2 separate regions of the Sus scrofa genome follow, and region 1 is linked to region 2. Evidence: chromatin contacts called from public HiChIP or PLAC-seq data. All regions are on one chromosome and are shown on one strand. The core of a region is the stretch at or near the end of the contact, and the rest is flanking DNA. Distances in the headings are between cores, read along the strand shown. Region 1 holds the start of LOC100512448 (histone H2A.V). Region 2 holds the start of CCM2 (cerebral cavernous malformations 2 protein).

Evidence for each region. HiChIP or PLAC-seq counts read pairs in DNA pulled down with a chosen protein or histone mark.
Region 1: an H3K27ac HiChIP or PLAC-seq map of alveolar macrophages shows a contact between it and region 2. The contact joins the promoter of LOC100512448 here to the promoter of CCM2 in region 2. A contact is called at or near these places in 1 of 5 promoter capture datasets (liver), 4 of 47 Hi-C or Micro-C datasets (alveolar macrophages, blood, liver and 1 more) and 2 of 2 datasets of contacts at active chromatin or transcription factors (alveolar macrophages and skeletal muscle).

The regions. Positions count from the first base shown.
Region 1 is chr18:50,530,146-50,535,804 of Sscrofa11.1, forward strand. LOC100512448 (histone H2A.V) reads left to right here and starts at 3,237. Exons shown (of 5, transcript XM_021078658.1): 1 at 3,237-3,422. The coding sequence starts at 3,420.
Region 2 is chr18:50,447,817-50,453,573 of Sscrofa11.1, forward strand. It overlaps CCM2 (cerebral cavernous malformations 2 protein), which reads right to left and starts at 2,626. Exons shown (of 10, transcript XM_021079071.1): 1 at 2,174-2,626. The coding sequence starts at 2,203. It overlaps LOC100739791 (a long non-coding RNA gene), which reads left to right and starts at 2,696. Exons shown (of 6, transcript XR_002340445.1): 1 at 2,696-2,710.

The DNA of each region.
Region 1 (5,659 bases), core at 1,987-4,486, 83 kb after region 2:
AAACTAGACTTTATACACTAACACACTTGCACCAAGGGAGACCAACACAGTTCAGCAAGATAAGGGCTGATGATACACTGGGTGGTACAGGGCACTTAATTCAAATCAGGGATGTCAAGGAAGACGTAATGAAGAAAGTGATGTCTGTGTTGGCCCTTGAAGGATGATTAAAAGTTAGCTGGCACGGAGTTCCTGTCGTGGCGCAGTGGTTAACGAATCTGACTAGGAACCATGAGGTTGCGGGTTCAGTCCCTGGCCTTGCTCAGTGGGTTAACGATCCGGCGTTGCTGTGAGCTGTGGTGTAGGTTGCAGACATGGCTCGGATCCCGCGTTGCTGTGGCTCTGGTGTAGGCCGGAGACTACAGCTGCGATTCGACCCCTGGCCTGGGAACCTCCATATGCCGCGGGAGTGGCCCAAGAAATAGCAAAAAGACAAAAAAAAAAAAAAAAAAAAAAAAAAAGTTAGCTGGCACGATTAAGTCAGGCAGAGAAATACAAATATCACATGAGATCATGAATATGTGGAATCTTATAAAAAATGCTTCCAAAAATGATGCAAAAGAACTTATTCACAAAACAGAAACAGAATCAAAAGATTTTGAAACAGAACTTATGATCACCAAAGGGGAGAAGTTGAGGGGGAGGGGTGGATTGGCACATACACGCTACTGTGTACAAAATCGATCAGCAACAAGGACCATATACACACTGCTATATACAAAATCAATCAGCAACAAGGATCTAGTATATAGCTCGGGGAAATCTATTCAATACTCTGTGATAGCCTATGTGGGGAAAGAATCTGAAAAAGAATGGATATATATGTATGGTTGAGTCACTTTGCTCTACGCCTGAAATTAACACAACGTTGTAAGCCACAAACACTCCAGTGAAATTTATTTTTTAAAAAATTAAAAATTAGGAGTTTCTATCGTGGCTCAGTGGTTAGCGAACCCCACCAGCATCCATGAGGACGCAGGTTCGATCCCTGACCTCACTCAGTGGATCTGGCGTTTCCGTTTGCTGTGGTTCTGGTGCAGGCCAGCGGCTACAGCTTCGATTAGAGTTTCCTAGCCTGGGAAACTCCATATGCTGCGGGAGCGGTCCTAAAAAGACAGAAAGACCAAAAACAAAAATTAAAAATTAAAAAAGGAGAAGTTGGAGTTCCTGCTGTGGCGCAATGGGACCAGTGGTGTCTCTGGAATGCTGGGATGCAGGTTCTATCCCCACCCAGAACAGTGGGTTAAAGGAGGATCCATATTGCCTCAGCTTCGGTGTAGATCACAACTGTGGCTCCAATCTGACCCCTGGCCCCTGAACTCCATGAGCCATGAGTCGGCCAAAAAAACCAAAAAAGTTAGCGAGGGAGAAACTGAGATGGAGGACTCAGCAACAGCAAAAGCCTGTGCAAGGGCAAGATGGAGCTTCAGGTGTGGTCGAGAAGCCACAAAACATGAGATGAGCAGGGGCCAGGGAAATGCAGGGCTCTCCATGCCATGCTAAGGATTTGGATTTTGTTCGAAAGTCAAAGAGGTTAAAAGGAAAAGTAAGATTTGTATTTGAGATTGCAACGAAGGAGAAAAGGGACAGAACATTAGTTAGCAGGTTTTAACTAATCCAGGAGAAAAATGACAAAGGCTAAACTGAATCAGCGGCAATACACACAGCGCCCACACACACACACAAAAGCACGATTGGATATTCAGGAAGTAGAGGGATCTAGTCGAGAATTACCCAGCCACACTGGCCTGTTTCTAAGTCCCTTCATTGTGACAAGTCTTTTTCCCTTGAGAGCCTTTATACTTGCCCTTTCTCGGTGGAACACTGCTAAATTACACCCTCCCTAAATTACATTCCTCGGCCTCTGTCTCTCAAAGGACCCTGCTCTCTTCCATGGACTTGCATTGATTATCATTCACACAGTGGCCTGTCTCCTTCTTCAACATCTGACCCCTGCTGTCAAGGACGGTTAGGGCACGGACAGGCCAAGGTTGCCAGCCCCAGAATCCTAGCACAGTGCCTCCCAACAGCGGGCCCTAGGCGATCTGTTGAAGGTGAACTCACAGGGGATGCTCTGGCCGACTCGGACCGCCCTCGCCAGGGCCAGGGACACAGAAGGGCAGTGATTAACCGTGGTTATCGCTCACTGGATCAATTCCCAACGCTTCTATTGTTCAGCTTTGCTACCTACTTTGCAGGCTTGGTTCACCTGGGCCTCCGATCTCACTGCCGCCCGCTCCCTTCTCCTCGCTCGTCTATACCTTCACTCGCATTTTTCCAAATCCTTATTAGCAGCTCCCCCCTCTTCCTCCCTTCGAACTCGTTACATTTCCTTAAAAACGAAGGGTCTCCTCCACCCCCACCCCATGTTACATCCTCGGGGTCAGAAGTAAGATCACTCTCACTTTGGGACAGGATCTCCCCACCTGGTGATAATCGCGCCAGAACCAAATCTCCGCGCGGGACGGTGGGCTCTGCACACCCGGAACGCTGCCCGGCGCGGTCAGTGCAGACAGTTGTGGAAAAGAGGCAAAGTTTTAAAACTGCAACCGCTGAGAGTTGGCCCCGAGCCCGGACCGGGCCCCGGCAACTGCGGGCTGTGTGGTCCTGGGGGCAGCCGGGGGCAGTGGCCGTGGGCCGACGAGCCCTTCTTCGCGCGCGTGCCTCAACTTGGCCGCAGGCTCGGAGATTGCGACCCCATTTCAGAGTTTCTCCCCCTTTTCGCTGGGCGGCTAACCTAACGGCAGAGGGAAGGCGCTGAGGCGAAGGGCCACGAGATGCCCCGGAGCAGTGCCGCCGTGAAGCGAGCCTCCGCTAGCACGGAGAAATAATCAGAATCTGAAAAGCCGCCAGGGGAAGCAGACAGACAGCAGTTCCCTTCCCAAACAGTTCTCAGACACTAAGAAAGGGCGGGAAAGTCAGAGCCGCCTCAAGTCGTTCCACCCATTGGCTAATCGCGCTGTCGTTCCCCGCGACCCGCCTCCCCTGCTCGCGGGCGATGTTCTAATTGGATAACTTCCTCCAGCCGTCCCCTTTCATTGGTGAATCCCTCCGTTTGTCAGGCTCCAGCCCTGAAGACTGGCGGAGAGGGGAGTTTGGCCCCGCCCCTGGTCGCGCACAGGCGCGTCTGTGTTGGGGGTCCGAGGCCCCGCCTCCGCGTGCCGTGTGCAAAAACAAACAGCCGTTAGGGAGGAGGGGCCGAGGGGGCGGGGTCTGTCTAGAAGGAGGCTCACGATTGGGCGGCCGGCGGGGTTCAAACGAGCAAGGCGAGCGGGCATTGGCCGGGGCTCTGTGAGGCGGGCCTCGGTTATTGTCCGAGCTCCGGCAGCGGCGGCGGCGACGGCGGCGGCAGTGGCGGTCGGTGCTGCGGCAGCGGCGGCGACGGCTCGGCGGGACCGAGGGCGGGAGCGGCCGAGACCATGGTGAGGGCTGCGGGGCGGGCGTCGATGGCTAGGCGGCGCCGCTACCTGTTGAGGCGGCGATGGGCGTCAGGCGGCGACGACAGCGGCGGGGCGGACGTCAGGCGGCGGGGCTGCCCGCGGTCCCGGCCTCGCCCGCCGCGGCGCTGGCGCGAACCGAGGTGCGCGGGCCTCGGCCCGGGCGGCCCTGAGCCGAACAGCCCTCGCAGCACCGCAGCACCTCCGTGGTCCCCGCGACCCACTTAGAGCCCCACATTGTGCGTGGGTTAGAAAGTGCGGGTTTTCAGAGACGCGAGTGGAGAGAACTTGGCCCGGTGTAAAGTTGGGAGGGAAAGGCGGCGAGCGCTGGCTGTGCCCCGCTCGGGAGTGAGCCGGCGACGCCGAGGCGACGAGCAGGGTCCGCCCGAGCGCCCTCCGGAGACAGCCCTGCCGGGTGCTGAACCGCAGGCAGAAATTGTGGTTATTGTGACGTTCTCACACCTCAGAACCGGAGTCGACCTTGTGGATCGTTGCACCCGGTCTCCGCAACTGGTGTGCAGTTAGCGGAAGCACTTCCACAGCCGACCGAGGCACGGCTTGCAGCTGCTCCGTGAACTGGTTTGCCGGAGCTCATGCTTCTCCTGCTCCTCGCTGGGTTTTAGGGTGTCCCCCACTTAATCTTTAGCGACGTGCCGTATATTGGCTGCCCCTTTACCAGCAGCTAAAAATACACGGGCGTTCACGTAAGCTAAAAATACAGGAGGCGTGGGGTGTCATTCTTGTTTTGAGATTTTTTGAGCTTAAGGAGAAGTGAGTGAGCACGTGACTGTTAAACTAAGGTGAAAGCAGGTTGGCATCCAGTTTTCAACTTTTTTTGAATGAAATGTACTTTAGCCGGCTCCGTAGGCGTATTTTCTAACTCAGGTTAATACTCACTCGGATCTTGGAAGAAAAATTTTGTCATGCTTGTAGTTTGTTTCTCAGTCCATCGTCTTTGAAATGTGCGAAGTTGGGAGAGTGTAACGTAAGCACAGTTTGAGGGGGTGGTGAAGAGAAAGTAATTATTCATTTTCTGTGCAGTTTTGTATTCACATAAGTTTGGTTCCATAAAAGTATGTTTTTGTTAAATATAACAAATGTATCTGTGGAGTTCCCGTCAGGGCACAGCGGAAACGAATCCGACTGGGAACCATGAGATTGCCGGTTCGATCCCTGGCCCTGCTCAGCGGGTTAAGGATCCCGCGTTGCCCTGAGCTGTGGTGTAGGTCGAAGACGAGGCTTGGATCCCGAGTTGCTGTGGCTGTGGTGTAAGCCGGCAGCTGTAGCTCTGATTAGACCCCTAGCCTGGGAACCTCCACAGGCCACAGGTGCGGCCCTAAAAAGCAAAAAAAAAAAAAAAAGAAAGAAAGAAAAGAAAAGAAAGAAATGTATGTGAAGCCTCCAAACTGTGGAAGTAGTCATTTAGTTGACTGAGATTTTTAAAAATTAATTTCATGTCCACTTCTTTGAAAAGCAAATAAGTTAAACAACAAATATGATGCATTTGAAACAGTAAGCATAGCATTGCTTACAAACAGTAAACTGGGAAACATGGGGTGTTTTGCAGTTGGTAACTTTTAATTGATAACTACTTATTTCATAATTCATTCATAGACAGTGATTATAATTTTAGACTCATATATCAATTGAGAGGTTTTTAAATGTTTTACACCAGGGCAAATAGAGCTGAAAAGATTTATTTGAAGAATAAGTGAGAATATATGGTTACTTAAACTGACCTCAGAAATCAATTGATGTGAAAGCTTTTCTTGTATAGCAGCATGGTCAGAAATTATAAAATAGGAGTTCCCTTCATGGCTCAGCGGTTAACAAACCTGACTAGGAGCCATGAGGATTTGGGTTTGATCCCTGGCTTCACTCAGTGGGTTAAGGATCCAGTGTTCATGAGCTGTGGTGTAGGTCACAGATGAGGCTTGGATCCTTCGTTGCTGTGGCTGTGTTGTAGGCCGGCAGTTGTATCTTCTTCAATTCGCCCTCTAGCCTGGGAACTTCTATATGCCATGGGTGTGGCCCTAAAAAGCAAAAAAAAAAAAACAAAACAAAACAGAGATTATTAACATATATGAGGCATCCTTGTAGAAGGCTACAAATTATCAATTCTATTAAATCAGTCTCTCGCTAAATTTTTAAATTTAAGGAAGAGATATTAGTTATTAGGTTTTTTCCCCCTGCTTCTAGTACCTGCCAAGACCTTTTTCTTC
Region 2 (5,757 bases), core at 1,376-3,875:
TGGTACCCCTGAGCCATGATGGGAAGCAGTTGCACTGGTGTTTAACCTCTATTCCAAAGGCTCAGGAATGTGTTACCTCTTTGTCTCTCTCAATATTGCTGAACGCTCAAATGTTTCTACCAAAGCTGATAGAAGGCTCTAGAGAAAATGCAGTCATTCTCATGCTTCCCTGGCAAGACAGGATAGCATGCATGTGGAAGGAGTAACCCTCCTTAGCAGGCCCTGTTTGGACGGACTGTCGAAGACTCTGTGGGGCCAAAACAGGTCCTCTGCTAGGACTGGACAGGCTCCTCTATGGAACGCCGGCAGCCAAGAGCACTGGACACAGGCCATGCCCTACTAGGGCCCTGGCCCGCCTGCCCACCTGTGGCAGGGAACAGTAGAACTGACTGCATTTCACATGGTGCCTCCTCTCCGCTTTGGCAGAAACGCTGAACTCAGCGCTCCCGCTCCCGCTGTGCAGTGGCCGGCGTCCCCCTGAGGTCTGTCGCTTGCCGGCTGAATCCCCTTCTCGGGTTGCTTTCCAGACCTCAACCATCTTTGTAGAGAACTGCAACTGACACTGCACTTAAATTAGATACGAGTATTTTTTGTTTGTTTGTCTTTTTAGGGCTGAACACACAGCATACAGAGGTTCCCAGGCTAGGGGTCCAATCAGAGCTGTAGCTGCCGGCCTACACCACAGCCACAGCAACGCGGGATCCGAGCCGAGTCTGCAACCTACACCACAGCTCACGGCCATGCCAGATCCTTAACCCCCTGAGAAGCCAGGGATCGAACCCATGTCCTCATGGATGCTAGTCGGGTTCGTTAACCGCTGAGCCACGACGGGAACTCCAGACGTGTGTATGGATAACATAAGAAAGGAAGGAGTAAAGGAGGTGGGAGAAGCGGCATTACACAGTCCTCTGAAGACCACCTGCCTGCACTTCCCTTCAAATACCTCAGTAAAATGGGGCACCCTGCGATGCGTAATCATCGCCGCAAGGACGGCTGCCTCTGAAAAGCAGAGGGTCGCGGAATTTATCAAGGTCTTTTATTAAACTTGTGTATAAAAGTGCACACACATTTATCAAAACGAAAATAATAGGTAAGACACGTCAATTATAAAGCCTGTATTTGAAAAAGATGCACTGCATTGAAACCCATTTTCCATTTTGATGACAGCTTATCCCACGTGGTTATTTGTCTCCGAAAAATGGTGAGTTTATCGATTACTCTAGCCTGTAATTAAAGCCACACTTTTAAAATTACACAGACTGAGGAACCTCTTGAACTATGTCCTAAATCTAACTGCCAAACATAACATCACTGAAATCACTCAGCTGGGATTAGGTAGAGCAAAACTCGACCTCTGCGGGCCTACCGTGAGTGAGCCTGCTGTACCATGAAACACGGTTTTTGCTTTTACTTGATACCCCAAAATTGAAGTCAACTCAGCAGCAAATGTTTCTCCATTACCGTACACCCCATTTTCTCAAAGATACTAACCCTGGAAAACTTTCTGGCCCATAACCAGGGCCAGCTCCTCTGCAGCCCCTGGTCACTGACCCGCGGGGAAGGCCATGTGGACAGCCTGGGTTTGGGGCAGAGTTACTGACCGGAAGGGGCGGAAAGGCGTGGCTCCTTCCTCCCCCGCGCTCCCGGCCGGCAAAGGACCACCTAACCCCATTGTCCAGGGGCTCGCCTCGTACTCCATCGCGCAGAGACCGACTCCCACGACCCTGTCCGGGACTGACCGTGGACTGTCCACCGGGGGGCCCTGGCCTGCCCGCCACGCTCACCCCAACCGCGGGTGCCTCCGGGCCTCTCCACGCCGGACTTCCAACCTGGGGCCTCTCCACGCCGGACTCCCGCCCGGGACCTCCCTGTGCCTGGCCTCCCCACGCCGGAGTCCACACGCCAGACTCCCGTCCCGGACCTCCCCACGCCTCGCCTCCCCACACTGAACCTCCCAAATCAAAACTCCCCTCCACGGACCTCCCGAAACCAGACTTTCCCACGCCCCGCACCGGCAGACCGACAGGCGGCCCCGAGCGACCCTCCCGCGTCCCCCTCACTCCCCCCCTAGTCCCAGCCCCAGACCCTCCGCCTTCCGCCAGCCTCCTGCCTTGGTCGGGGGTCCAGCCCACCCCGCGCCCGGCCCTCGGGAGGACGCGCCCCGCAGCCTCACCTTCTTGCCCTTCTTGCTCTCTTCCTCCATGTCGCCGCGAGCGGCCCCCGCGGCCCGGCCCGCCCCGGGAGCCCCGCGCCGCCCGCGGCCGCTACATGCTCGCCCCGGCCCCGCGGCCGCCGCCGCTCCTGCGCCGCTAGCCTGGCCGCAGTCTCCTCCCGCGGCCGCCAGGGGCCGTCCGCGCCCTGCACCCCGCACCCCGCACTTCCGGACCGAGGGCGCAGCCCCGCCCCCGCGACCACGCCCCGCCCCGCGCGCGCACGCCCCCTCGGCCCACACGCTCCGCCCCCAGCCCTTCCAGGCGGCCGAGAACGCGCCTGCCCTGCCCGCCCCTTTCAGGGCCGCGGGAGCGCGCCTGTCGCGCCCCTGTCCCACCCCACGCCCTTCAGGGAGGGCCTGCAGCCCGCGCCCACAAGCCCGGCGCCTCAGGGCCGCACGAGCGGCTCCAGCGTTTCAATTCTGCCGCCATCTTTTGGGCAGCCAACTTCCCAGCCTGCCTCACGCTCAAGCAGATTAGGCTCAGGCCGCCAAGAAACGGTGGGCGGGGCCGGCGGGAGGGGCGGGGCCTGTGGGAAGGTGAGGACGGGAAGTGGGGGTGTGGGGGCTCTGGGAGGGGCTGGCGAGAGGGGGCGCGGTCATCGGAGGCGGGGCTGCGGACCGGAGTGGTTGGCGGGAGTGGGAGGGCGGGGCCTGCAGGAAGGTGAAGGCGGGAAGACCTGGGCGGGGCTGCTCGAGGAGCGGGGCCTCGGGGAAGGGGCACAGGACCACTCCCTTTCCTTTCTCCCTTTGCCCTTCTTTCGTGTGGGTGCAGTGAAACTTTTTGCTAAGACTTCCTGTGTTTCAGCGTCAGCCTTCCTTAGACAAACACGTTGGGAAAGTTTAAATGCAACAGCGAGTACGTCCGGACCCTACCAGAATAAAATGTAGAACGGGAGTTCCCTTCGTGGCTCAGTGGTTAACGAGTCCCACTAGGAACCATGCGGTTGAGGGTTCGATCCCTGCCCTCGCTCAGTGGGTTGGGGATCCAGCGTTGCCCTGAGCTGTGGTGTAGGTTGCAGACGTGGCTCGGATCCCGTGTTGCTGGGGCTGTGGTGCAGGCTGGCGGCTACAGCTCCGATTAGATCCCTCACCTGGGAACCTCCGTATGCTGCGGATGCGGCCCTAGAAAAGACAAAATGAATAAATAAATAAAACCTAGAACCTTTTTTTTTTTTTTAATGGCACATAGAGGTTCCCAGGCTAGGGGTCGAAATGGAGCTACAACTGCCGGCCTACACCACAGCCACAGCCACGCAGGATCTGAGCTGTGTCTGCGACCTACACCACAGCTCACAGCAACACGGGATCCTTAACCCACTGAGCGAGGCCGGAGATCAAACCTGCAACCTCATGGTTACTAGTCGCATTGGTTTCCTCTGCACCACAAAGGGAACTCCCACACACAGAACCTTAATAGTCACCTAGAAATAACAGCCACCTTTTACCGATGAGGTCCAGAGAGATGGTTTGCCCAAAACACACTGTGAAGTGGAGTCAGCAGCAGCAGGCCCACTGTTTTGCCACCAAACAGCTGCCAGTAAGAACCCTGCTGTTCAACTAAAATGTAAACTGATACCAAACAAAACAATATTTGTCTCGACTGGTTAACTTTTTAGAGTGTTAGATCCTGTGCCAGGGGTCAATGGTCTCTCTCTCGGCTCCCATCGTGGGATGGAGCTGGGCCCTTTGAGCTGTCCTCCCTTGCCAGGCGGCCCAGTGTGAAGCTTTGCGGGTAGAAACTGCAGGGAGGCAGTGCAGGAGGAAGGAGCTTTACTGCCTGGTTCCAGTGAGCTTTCTGAAAAAGCACCTGCAGAAAGAGGCCTCTAAAGCACCCACCTTCCTACATCAAGGGTAACTTCTCCAGCTCCAGGTTCTCGCAAGCACCTGGCTCTCCAGTGCCGGGAGCACCCAGCTCCCCTGTGGTCTGAGGTCGGCGAGACGCCGCCTTCAGGAACAGTTTTCCCACACTCTGGAGGGTGGACTACAGCAAGTTCTGCCAGCACTTCTCTGCCATTCCTTGAGCAGAGCTGTTCTCTACCAAAGGCTGGACCTCAGCCTGGGGGGGTTGAGGGGGCGAGGTTATTCCTCAGAAGCTTAGCACTCAGAATAGTAGCTGCCCTTATATCTACTATCATTGTGGCCTTCAGAGTTCTCTCCATTTTTTCTTAACTTTTTTAAAAATTGAAGTAGAGTTGATTTACAATGTTGTGTTAATTTCAGGCATCCAGCAAAGTGAGTCAGTTATATATATTCGTTTTCAGATTCTCTTCCCTTATAGGTTATTACAAAAATACTGAGGGTAGTTCTCTGTACTATCCAGTAGGTCCTGTTGGTTACCTATTTTATGTATAGTAGTGTGTATATGTTAATCCCAGACTCCAAATTAATCCCTCCCCCTCCCTTCACTTTTAACAGCCATTCCCTTGTTACTGTAATTCTCTGTATTAAACCCTTCCTGCACTGTTTGTCTCCTGATTGGACCCTATTAGATAAAGACACCAAAGAAACAAGTAGTCCCCAGCACTCCCTAAAGGCATTAGGTACTGCAGTCCCTGGGTACATAAAGCAGAAGTGTGGGAAATGACCTTTCAGTCTCCCTCCTGCAATAGTTTAGCTTGCCACATGCACAGACACGAATAACGCAGTGCATTCAGTGGTTGTTCCATCCACCACTACGGAACATTGGTCTGATATTTTAAGATCTTCCACTGATGTACCTTTCCATAGTTGTCTCTCTGTAACACTGTAAATAACGCTACTAAAACTTCCCTTAACCTAGGTTTAGGAAAAACTCACTCAACTCCTATATTTCTCCTTACTCTCACACGACAACCACTCTTGACACTTCTGACACCAGATGTGTGGGCATTTTTCCCACACCAAGCAATTCTTCAACACCAGCTGTGTCCTACACTTTAACTCAATTCTGGAGAGAGCATCAGATCCCACCGGTCAAGGGCTCAGTCCCACAAGACTGCCCTGCTCCCCACTTCAGATGACAACAAAAGTCCAGGTTGTTACCTCTGCCTCTGACCAGTCAGCTGTAAACTGAATGTTCCCAGGACTCCTCCTTGGGTTCAATTAATGTGCTAGAATGGCACAAAAACTCAGAAAAATAGTTTATTGTTTATCAGCTCATTGTAAAAGGATATGACAAAGATCCAGATAAAAGAGATGCCTAGGAGTTCCCATCGTGGTTCAGTGGAAACAAACCCAACTAGTACCCATGAGGATGTGGGTTTGATCCCTGGCCTCGATCTGTAGGTTAAGGATCCTGTGTTGCAGATGCGGCTTGGATCTGGTGTGGCTGTGGCTGTGGCTGTGGCATTGACCCCTAGCCTGGGAACTTCCATATGCTACACCAGCAGCCCCGAAAAGTTTTTTTTAAAAAAATGGGATTTCCCCATCTTGGACCACAGTGGAAACAAATCCGACTAGAAACCATGAGGTTTCGGGTTCGATCCCTGGCCTCAATCAGTGGGTTAGGGATCCAGAGTTGCCGTGAGCTGTGGTGTAGGTCGAAGACACAGCTCCAATCTGGCATT